2 separate regions of the Gossypium hirsutum genome follow, and region 2 is linked to region 1. Evidence: chromatin contacts called from public Hi-C data. All regions are on one chromosome and are shown on one strand. Each heading gives the region's core, a stretch centred on a gene start, on an enhancer-like site or on the middle of the called end of the contact. The rest is flanking DNA. Distances are from core to core; before and after follow the strand shown.

Evidence for each region. Hi-C and Micro-C count contacts between places; a contact is called where the count stands out from the background.
Region 2: a contact with region 1 is called in a Hi-C map of leaf, with 1.9 times the contacts expected there. The contact joins the promoter of LOC121204573 here to the promoter of LOC107947875 in region 1. A contact is called at or near these places in 7 of 34 Hi-C or Micro-C datasets (callus, leaf and petal).

What each region holds. Positions count from the first base shown.
Region 1 is chrA08:92,852,428-92,858,561 of Gossypium_hirsutum_v2.1, forward strand. It overlaps LOC107947875 (NPL4-like protein 1), which reads right to left and starts at 3,323. Exons shown (of 2, transcript XM_016882384.2): 1 at 2,036-3,323; 2 at 193-698. The coding sequence starts at 3,019. The coding sequence ends at 444.
Region 2 is chrA08:93,103,528-93,109,661 of Gossypium_hirsutum_v2.1, forward strand. It overlaps LOC121204573 (probable indole-3-pyruvate monooxygenase YUCCA10), which reads right to left and starts at 2,461. Exons shown (of 4, transcript XM_041074651.1): 1 at 1,774-2,461; 2 at 1,218-1,451; 3 at 97-219; 4 at 1-15. The coding sequence starts at 2,385.

The DNA.
Region 1 (6,134 bases), core at 2,073-4,572:
TTTTAATGCATATTTAATTATAAAGTACATAAAATATTAATATAAAAATATTTTTTAGATAATGATCCCAGCTCTCAATCAATTCAAATTAAATTTAATATATATTTTTATTCAAAATAGACTAATCTGAAAATTAAACTTTTTTCATAAAAATTAAAGAAACCAGTGGCATGTATTCTCCTCAAATATAAATAACTAGCAAAATCTGTATCGCTTTTATATATAGTTGTCAATTAAAATAATCACTTGAAAACATTTTTTTTTATCATAAATTTCGTACCAGAGACAGCTCACCAATTTTCAGCTTTGATGTAAAGCATAACGTTAAGTTTCTAGGAATAACTGAGATTGGTAATGATGCTAGTAAACAATGGCAAAGAGTAAGTTGTTATGATCATAAATATACAGTACATTCCAATAAACAACCAAGCATAATGAGTGAATCAGGATGTGTTGGCCATGGACTCGATTAGGAGCTGGTAACCTTCTGGTACTGCTGTCTCTGTGCTAACACACTCTGCTAGTGCTGGAACATCGGAACCAAGGCCATGAGACATGGCTAGAAACAGCAGCAAATGGAAATCCGCGATACGCTTCACGAATGGAAGGCTCTTTGTCCTATCTAAATGATTCTTCAGTGTCCTCATTGTCACGAGGTTGTTCCGGTTCTCAATAGGAAAGGTTGATGAAAGAGGTCCCTGCATCGAAAGAAACCATTCATTTGCATTTCAGAGTAAGTTCTCAAGTAAAGCACAGGTCCAACTCCACCCTGAGAAATAAAAACATAATAACAACCACTTGTATTTATTGTAAGACTAGTAGCAAACATAGGTGGACTTCGTTAAGCCACATACAAGTCTGCAAGCAGAAAATGACAGTCGATGATGTTTTTCAGGAGCCTTATACTCTAATATTAGCTCTGCACATAGTTACAAGCCTAACAAGGGTGATTTCACTTGTTTCAAAAGTGATTGCCCGGTGTGGTGCAAGGCATCAATCTCAGACTGACAACAATCAAGACCAGACAATCATGTCTACTTCCAAACTTAAATACTAACTATAGAGCAGCAATACACGAAATTTAATGGCTAGAGGACAAAAAGAGCTGAGCATTATATTCATGGTTATCAGATAATCAAGTATCCAATAGCGTCTCAGACAATGTTAAGGTTTCGTCCAACAAATGCAATGCAGGTGGGAGGTCAATTCATTGGATATCATCGACCTTATAACTATAGAGGCTAACTACAACATACATTATAAAAGAAACTAGATATATTGAACCTATTGGTTCTACTTTGCAAAAATACTACCCCATTACCAAAGTCAAAAACAACTTCCAACTTTCCACTAACCTTAGATCTAACCTGAGTTTCTAACGTCAACCAGACTTGAATAGTCGAATCTAGATAGAATAACTGATTAATCATATAATCCATAACTGATTACTCATATAATCCAACCTAAATGTGAAGGCAAACCGGCAGCAGGAGCTGAAACAATCTATAATTTTAAGGGAAGACCCCTACCACCATCACATACAAAAATCAATCTTTCTTATGTATATGGTAAGAACTAAAATAAAAGAAAGATGTAATAAAATACTACATTGAAACTTCTCCCTCATGCCCCTTCAATTCCGAGAGGCCATTTAAAAATAACATCAGTGTGGCTTTACATTAACTATATATGGTACTTCCTTCTTCACATACACAAACCATGTGCAGAAAAGCTAGTTTTGATAATGTTATGTGTGGCTCCTCTCTCCCTACTCACATTCCTTTATGCCACATTTTTAAACTACTTACATCCAGCATTATTTGCCTTAGCTGAATCATTAACAACCCTTAGCACCCATGACAAATTGAGCAAGCAATTCAACAGCTAAAATTATAGTGAAAATGCAAACTTCACATGCAGCATTCACACCTTGGAGATCAATAGGTTAATCATAAACACAAGTATTAACCATAAAAAGCAACTAATTCAACAACATGAATTGGTTAATATCAGTTAATGAATAAAGAATTATCACCTGATGGTCGATAATCTTAACCACCACCAAGAAGAAATCATTATCAACCTCCTTAACATCCTTCCCACCTACGACGACTTCTTTCTTCATCTTGGAAAGCTTTGGATCATCGTCTTCCCCGAACTCGGTCACGAACCATCCTTCCTTAAATAACTTAACACACATATCACTCATTTGGAAAGCTTCAAAATGTACATCGGCATCCCCATCTTCAGTGGCTTCCAGCTTCACCACAACAGTCACCCACTCCTTCAGCCTACTCTCAGCGTGAAGCTCAGCCGCCTGTAGAACCTCCTTGTTGGAAAAGTTATAGTCCTTTTTGTCCTGCATTATCGTCTGGGTAAAAATAAACCCTACCCTCTTCCTACCTAAACCAGCAGCAATGGCATCAACCAATTTCTCTTCTTCGGGATCCCTCAAGAGAATCAAATCATCTTCCATCCCTTGCTGAGGCGGCTCGTAAATGAAATCGACTTCCACCCTACCTTCTTCGGAGACGGTGCCGTACATAAAGCCGCCGCGTTTCACGGCGAACACCAGCGTTTCGTTGACGTACCGCTGGAAAGCATTGGCGGAATCGCGGTCGAAGGAAACCGAATCGCAGTGAGGCGATTCCTGGCGGGTGATCCGTGTCTGCTTAGCGATGAGGTCGTCCATCGTCATCTTACGCCCGAAGGATCCGGCGGGACAGACGGGGGGTCCGCCGCGGACGGTGCGTTCACCCTGGTAGTAGAGGAAAACGACGGAGCCGTGGGAGAGGTTCAAGGAGGAGAGGGGACGGGAGGGGTCGGACATGTCGGTGAAACGGAGAAGATCGGCGGGGGTTTTAGCCAAGAGAAGATTGCGATCGGTGGAAAGGGTTTGGTTATGAATGGGGATTTGGAATTGGGATTCGATTAAGGCTTTCAATTGGGAGATTGAAACATGAGGACCGCCGACCTGGACACGTTCCAGGCCGTCTCGGCTGCGGATTCTGAGCAACATCTTGGGGTGGAGACGGCGGCGTTTATGAATGCTGGAAATCTTGATTAGAATTGAAAGTTTTAGGAAGATTTAGTTACTTTTTATAATGGAGAAGAAAAGAGTCAGTGTTGGAGAGAACAAGTTCTTGGAGTGGCAGAGTTGAGTTGGAACTTGGAGGAAAAGCTAACAAGTACTTGGATCGCTTGCCGTGGGAGACCACGACTAGGACACGAAAGAGATATATTTACTCCAGGATTAACTTTCTTTTTAGTCCTCCTTTCAACCTCTACAAATTATTTACTGTTGCAACACTAAAACGTCAACGTTCTCAACTCAACAATGAACTCCTAATAATTTGAGCTCGAAAAAGTTTAAGCCCATTATACATTTAAACTCAAAAAAATTTGAACGCTCAAACCTAAAATAAATTTGAACCAAAACTTGAAAAAGCTAGAATTTATAATTGTAAGACGATAATAAATATTAATAATTAATATAATTATATAAAAATTATTTATTTTATAAAAATATAATCCTAAGCATTACATATTTATATTAAAATTTTATTAATAAAAAAATAATTAATAATATATAATATATAATAATTAAAAGATTTTGTATTACTATTATGCTATGTGATATAGTATTACTTAATGTAATAATATATATTAAAACTATTAATACATATATTTAACTATTAATTGGTCATTGTATCAAAAAGCAACTATTAATTGGTCTAAAATCAAAATCAAAGTTATTAATTGATTTGCTTGAATTGATTCAATCTGATCGGTTAAATCAATTTTAAAAGCTAACTATAATAGATGATATACTATTTACATAATATATATATATAACTATTACTAAAACTATTATGTTATGTTTGGTTGAAGTATTATTGCATCCACATATTTTAGTTATTGGTTAGCTAAAAATTTAATCACAATTGATAATTTTTAGCCACTCATATGACTTGTTTGTGCCAAACAAAAAAGAAAACTTTTCACTTATTTTAAAGAGGTTTTATTTTCTACAATGAGTTTTTACTCATCTTTCTAATTGCATGTTTAAATTCGTAATAATTATTCTTTCTTTTATGTCTAACTACTTTAGAACATATGTGTTAAATAAGCTTTTTTTCGTGTTATTACACTAGTAACCAAAAGTAGCATTAATATATATAATTCTCCAGACAATTAATATTTTAGCAATTTGGCCATTAAATTTATCAATATAGTTGCATTTATCATGAATATAAAGTTTCAAATAAATTTTAAATATTTATAATATAGATAGAAAAATACTATCTTTATTAATACATATATTCAACAATTGGTATAATGATTACATTTTATTAATTATCAATAATACAATTACAATGGATTATAGTATGATAATATAGCGTAAGTATCAATAATTATGTGTAATTTAGTATATAACACATGTCTAAAATTAATAATACACAAAATATTATCAAAATTTGAATATCTTAAAAAATTATTTTTATTACAAGAGTGATTCCAAAGCCTAAAAACAAAAATCAGAGGATCAATCAACAACTTAAACAAAACAATTCACATAAGAACAACAATCAACCCAACATGTCAAAAGCTTCAATGCAAACCCCCATAGAAAACTAACACTTACTAACGAATCAAAAACAATTACTTGAACTTAGACTACTAGAGGAACATTTCTCCCAAGACCTTTGCCTAACAAACCCCCCCAATCACACAACTAATGGAAATTTAGACAAACAAAAATAATTTCTAACTTTGAAGAACAACAACGAAATTTCACTAAAACAAAATAGAATAATGACAGAAATTATGTAACAACCTTTCAAACGATGCAACGAACAATGCAGAATTCCCAATTAAACCTGGTAACAATTTACGGGAGCAAGCAAAAAGAAAAGAAAATAAAGGTGAAAGAAGAAAAGAAAAGAACAAAATAAGAAAAAGGAAAAAAGGTTAAAGAACATGGTTTTTAAAACAACAAAAACTAATAGGCTTTTACCAAGTAGCATAAAAATATTTCCTTAACGCATGCACAGAGATTCGAACACGGAACAAGAAAGTATACAGAAGCTTAACCATTAAATCAACAGGCTCATTCTTGACACAAATTAACGTCGAAATAGACTTAAGTCAAACGTTCAACACTAAGGGTCAAGTCAAAGAAAATAACAAAATTTCTAACAGTGAGGTTTGAACCCCTGACCTCTAACATACAAATAGAGCACTTAGCCACGGATACCGAGATTTAATTATGTCAAAAATTAACAAACAACACTCAAATTTTTGGGGCGTTACAACTCTCTCCCCTTAAAAGAAATTACGACCTCAAAATTTACTGACTCAAATAGATACGAGTATTTCTGACGAATCAAATCCTCAGATTCCCAAATGGCTTCCTCAGTGCCATGATTCCGCCACAGAACCTTAACCAAAGGAACGATCTTCCTCCTCAAAACCTTGATGTCTCGATTCAGAATCTAAACAGACTCTTCTTCAAAAGTCAAATCTGGTCGTACCTCAATCTCTTCAACCGGAACAATGTGAGACGGATTAGACCGATACTGTCTCAACATAGAGACGTGGAACACATCATAAATTTTATCCAACTCAGGAGGTAGCTCTAGCTGATAGGCGATAGGTCCGGTACATTTTAGAATACAGTAAGGTCCAATGAACCTCGAGCTCAACTTGCCCTTACATCAGAACCAAAGAACTTTTTTCGACAAAAAAATTTTAGAAATACTTGATCACCCACAGAATACTCAATATCTCACCGTTTTACATCTGTATATAATTTCTACTGGTCGAAAGCTGTCTTAAGACGATTACGAATCAATCTAACCGTATTCTCAGTCTTAGATACTAGTTCAGGACCTAGAACCCGACGCTCACTTAACTCATTCTAACACATAGGGATACGAAACTTATGACCATACGCGAACTCAGCCAACGACAGATACTCCTCCCAACTACCTCGGAAGTCGATTAAACAATTCCGCAGCATATTCTCCAAAATCTGAATGACTCACTCAGACTGTCCATCAGTTTGAGGATGATATGCTATCTTGAAATCCAATCAAGTTCCTAAGGCTTCGTGAAGCTTCTTCTAGAAGCGA
Region 2 (6,134 bases), core at 1,211-3,710, 250 kb after region 1:
CAGGTAATCATCTCCCTGTTTCAGTTTATTATAGTAAAGCGCAGTTAGTTTGATGTTGTGGTTTGAGAAGGGAAAACACAGGGTATGATATGTTACCTTAAGCCAGACATTAGTGGAGCGCTTGAAGCCAGTGCAGAAGACGATTGTGTCGAAGGGATGCGTTGTGCCGTTCTCGAACACCACCTCGTTGCCTCTTATGCTACATATAGACGGCAACACCTGAAAAATATTATGCATTTTTGGATTATTTGAAAACCAAATATCTAAGCGAAACAAGATGCCGTAATTGGGCCCGGCCGGGGGCAGTCAATTTTTTTATTAAAAATTTCAGTCAAGCTCATATCAAATTTTCCCCTTTTGAAAATTTTACCAAAGTCTCTTTTATTTTTATAATTATTTTAATATTTTTAATTAGAATTTTTAGCTTTTAAAAGATTTTATAAAATATAATATTATTTTTATACAATGATTAAAACTACCCATAAGTCCTCTCAAGTCATGTTCTCTTATACTAGTGACGATGTCAATATCAATTGAGTTAAGGCTCAATCAACATAAAAAAAATATATTATAATATAAAAAAATGCAACTTTTGGGAGAAATGATTGTATGAAACTGTAATTCCACGTTATATTTATCCATTTTCAATAGGAGAATGATAAATCAAATTTTTCCTCTTAATTTTTAGCTTTTTTTTCTCCTTAAAAAAATTCAAATCTAACAAAAAAATATTAAAAATCAAAAAAAAATTTTGATTTGTTATTTTCTATTAAAAAAGAATAGAGATAACATAGAATTATAATTTTATACAATCTTTTAGAAGTTTTTAGGATAATTAATTTGTATTTTTTAAAATTGAGATGGGGACAAAAAATAATATAAAACTCATGTCACAATCGGTTATGATTGACCAAAGCAGTGAATAAATAAAGGGTAAAAGAGAGTTGAAAATGTAACAGAGATTCTTAGGTTTTAAGGAAATTAAGAAAGGCCTTTGTTAATTGCAAATGACATCACCAACTTTTTTTGTTCACGTTATTGTTACAAACCCTCGTACCCTCATTTCCTTTTTTCCTTCAAGAATACCAATCAATCGGTTATATTATCAATTTTCAGTTCGATTGATTTGACCATATGTACAACAATAATTAAAAATTCATTTTTTTTAATGGAAGTTGTAACATAGTAATTGGTAGAGAAAATGACAATAATATTACCCGAATCTCCTGGGACTTGATCTTCTTACATGTACCAATATCAGTAATAGGGTATTTTCCATAGGCAGCTTTCATGAAAAATGGACCTTCCTTGGGCCTGTAGATTCCGTACTTGGACAAGTCCCCATAAACAAGCTTGCTAAGCATCACCATTAACGAGTCCACCAAGTTTACCCGTATATACTTCACCAAAATTAACCCCAAGTAAATCATATCCCTTGAAAGAACGTGAACCTGCAAAACATATCAACCATTGCAAGTAATTTAACCGGTTTCATCACTTCAACCATTACAAACAACTACAAGTTAAATATGGTTTTAGTCCTTGGTAATGATTTGATATCAAGGCAAGTCATTAGTTGACCCCTTCACATTATTTAATATTTTAGTTTTAATAAAATCATTAGCAAGTTGAAGATACAACTTCCATCACAAAAAGATTTATATCAACATTATTTGAAAAAAATAATCCTATTAATTTATTAGAATAATTAATAAAATTATAAATTATGTGAAATTCGAGGACTATGGAACCAAAGTTCAACTTGTTAATTACCGGGCTTCGAACAACTAAAGAAGTTTGGGCACCATGATTGGCAAGGTCAAAAGCGATCTCCATGCCCGAATTCCCCGACCCCACAACCAAAACCTTCTGGTTTTGAAACGCCTTCCCATTTCTGAACCGCGTCGAATGAAGAACATCGCCGGGGAAAGTATTAAGCCCTTCAATCACCGGCGTAAAAGGGTCGCTCGTTTCACCGCTAGCCACCACCAAGAACCTCCCTTCCAACTCCTCCACCTCGCCAGAACCCAAGTTCCTGGCCTTAACAATCCATTTCCCGGTCTCTCCGTCGAACTCTGCTGACTCGACGGTCCGACGGTACAAAGGGCTGATCTTAAAACGAGAAACGTAGTCGTCTAAGTAGCTTACGAACTGTTGTCTGGAGACGAAACGTGGGTAAGAGTCGGGGAAGGGCATGTGAGGGAGCACGCAGAATTGCTTGTCTAAGTGAAGGTGGAGACGGTCGTAGGCGTATTTCTTCCACAGAGAAGCGATACAGTCTTCTCTTTCAAGGATTATGTATGGGATTGAGTGGTGGTTAAGGCAAGCCGCCATGGCCAGCCCCGAAGGGCCCGCTCCGACGATAATGACCTGTTCTTTTTGCATCCCCGACGATAATGACCGGCTATGTAGTAGCGCGATATCAAGCAGAATGGGTCGCTGCCTTGGGGATGGAAACACAGCTGTGGGCAGATATTTATACTATTATAGTACCACATTGTTTATTGAGAAATTATTTGTTACGGTTGGAGATTTTAGATTGAAGATCAAGGGTTGATAAATGTGGTTAAAGATAATAGTAAACTATTTAAAAAATAGAAGTATATGATAATTTTTTAAGATTATTTTATCACTGATTAATAGTGGCAGTTTTTAAAATTGACATAATAATTTTAATCATTAATATTTATATTTTGTAGTAATTTAGCGTTTATTTTAAAAAACTTAACTCTTAATTTTTACACAGAGTAATTTGGGTGACCAAAAAAAATAAATTTAAAAAATTCGATAACTATTTTGTAACTTTTTATAGTTATGTGACAAACAAATTAAGTGAAAATTAGTAAAATTTACCTTTTATAAAATTGTTTCTTAAAGATTTATAAAATTGTTATTGGACAAATGGGTTTAATGATTTTAGTTATTCTAATACGTGTTCATTTAAAGATTTTATATAAAAAGATAAAAATCTTTATATAAAAATATGTTTTAAGCTTTTTTTAACTATAAATTGATATTGATTAACTCATGACATTAATTTAATTAAGAGTATTTTAAGAATATTAAATTAAAAATTTATATTATAAATTTACAAGAAAGATTAATATGGCTTTAGCTATAATAATAAAAGTTGATGTAATGAAGATATTATAATTTGTAAGTATTTTTCAAAAGTTGATATAAAAATATAAAATGATGGAAATGATATATATTTTTAATTACTCATAAAGATGTGTTGTTAATTTGCAGTGATTACACGTAGTGACTTGAGATTTGACTTGCGGTGCTTTTAAATTAGGAAACTTATTTACCTATGCTCTTAGGATATACACACTTTCATTTGGATTATACTATCTTCTTGTAAAACCAATATTAATAACATCAAAATAAAATAAATTTTATTCATTAAATACAAAATTTGGTACCAATTAAACAAAATATACGAATATTAGGTGTACACATAGATTAGTTTGGCACCGACACCTTCCCCAATTTGAGGATAAATTACAAACCTAAAAAATTATAATTATTCCATTAATTATATTTAAGATTAAATTCTTATCAAGTAAGAATAAATTTAAAATTAAAATATAACTCACACATGATAATATTTAAATTATAATAAATTTTTAAAAAAAATTTATATGTGTTTTACACAAAGAGTGGATCTTAATTTGGGATTTCAAAATTCTAAACATCTTAACCCTACTATTAAATTAAAGTTTCATTCATAAAATTAGTTACCATTAATAAAAGGGATAAAATTCAAAATTACGCATGAATTGTTGTCTAATATGTAATGTTATAAATGATTTTTTGGTGAATATATTTTTTATTTTAAAATATCATATTAGTGAACTTATTAGAAAATTTAAATAGAATTAACAATTAAACTTAAAATTTAAAATATAAAAAAATTAAATTTCAAATATACAAAAAAAAATAAGTACTTAAAAGCATATTTTAAGCTATTATATATAATATCTATTTTAGTTACACCTAGGACATTGTTGTATGAATCTCATAGATTAGATTTTTTTTTAAAATTTTATATAAAAAATTAATTATAAGTGAATATGGTGTGATAGTTATTACAATAAATCATAATTTTCGATTTTAATGTCGTAAAAATATAAATTTTGTATTCAAATAAGAAAAAAAACATCTACTCATACTATTATTATTTAAAAATTTTACTTAATTTCTATGATGAATTAATCCCAAATTTATTTAAAAATATAATTATTTTATATATTGTTGCTGGAGTAAAAAAAAATCTATCTAAATTGATGTCATTTGTTTGTAGAGTATAATAAAATAATAATTAAAAAAAACGCTTGGCATTAGTTTATATATACTTGTTGAATTTTTTACTCTATTAATATTAGACAGAATAATTACTCTACTAAAAAGTTATTATTTATACCAAACAACAAATAATATTTAAAAATATTTTTATCTGAAATAAATATTATTTTTAAAGATATTTTTATTTTTTATATAAAATCTAAAAGGTACATGCATATAATAAAATTTGAATTCGACTTTGATTTCTTCAATTTTATTATTTCAACTAAAAATATATTTAATTTTTATATAAATATTCCGTAGAGGGATAATTTAGATATAAATTCTTGGATTTAACCTTAAAATTATAAAACATTTGAAGATATTTGCAGTTGCTTTTCCAACCATACAACTTTTTAGGGACGTCTATGCCACACACGGCAGATTATTTTATGCTGTTGTTATCGATGCTTTTATTTTTATTTTTTTAAAAGGTTTAAATGATGAATTAATATTTAAATTATACCTTTTTCGAATTTTATTTTGCTTTTTTTTTCTTTGGGATTGAAGTGATATTTAAATTATCATCTTCGGTTAAAAGTTTTCACATCACAATAAAAATCGCATTTATTTCAAAATAAAAATAAAAATTTTAAAATTTATATTTATTTAGAAAAAATATTTATAAATGTATAAAAATTCAAATTCAAATTTAAGAACATAAATTTAACAAAACTATACCGAAAAATTAAAATATATATTAAAAAATTCAACAAATCTTCGAAATAAAAGTTTAGAAATTTCAAATTTATAAAATATTATTTTTTATAATATATACATTTTAGAAACATAAATAATTCAAAATATATAAATTTTAGAAATAAATAATACTCAATTAAAAGTTAATTGACAATCAACAGTATTTTATGCCATGTTTCACTATGTGATTAAACTACATAAAGGTTTTCTTAATAAATAAATAAAAAACAAAATCATCAAATAATGTTATATTATCTTTATATTTAAAAATTCACATTGTTTAAAATAACATAAAAGATTTTAAAAGAATAAAGGCAAAATGTAAAAGAAAATTTTTCATACTTTAAATTTTATATTTAACAAACTAAATCAACTTCATACTTAATTTTAAGTGAGATACCAAATAAATTTTATAACTTATATTTACTACTTTATTTCAAATAACACTTAAATATTATCTTTTCATTTAAAATATTTAGATTTTTGCCTATGCGACTTTGACTTATTTTAAGAATGTTGACTCATCGAAATTTTAAGATCTCAAGTGAATTTTATGTGCGAGTTATTTCATATTTATTCTAATCTAAGTCTCACCAAATCGTCTAAATTTATTTTGGTTTAAATTTTCATATATTTTCATTATCAATCTATTTGTATATTGAATTGTTAATTCAAATATACTAATAACTATAATTATGCAATAAAAGTACCATGGAGATCTTGTACTAGAAGTAATATTTTATTTTGTCCCATCTACTCAAAAAATGGGCAAATTAGTCTTTGTATGTTAGAATAAAGAGAAAATTATTAAAAATTTTATCTATTTGTATTATTAAAAATTGGTGTGGTTGATGGAATAACTAGACAGTGACATGTGGTGTGCTACATATACCTCCAGCTGACATACAATGTAACAGCCTAATTTTCAGTGGTGGCGAAACAGTGATTCGAGATCACTAAATTCGAAAAATGAGTAGGAAATATTATTAGTTTAGTGAGTATAAGTTAAATGTGAAGTTAGGAAAAATTTTGAAATAGTGAATAGTGTACTAAAAATAAATATTAGAATAATTAGAATAAAAAACGAG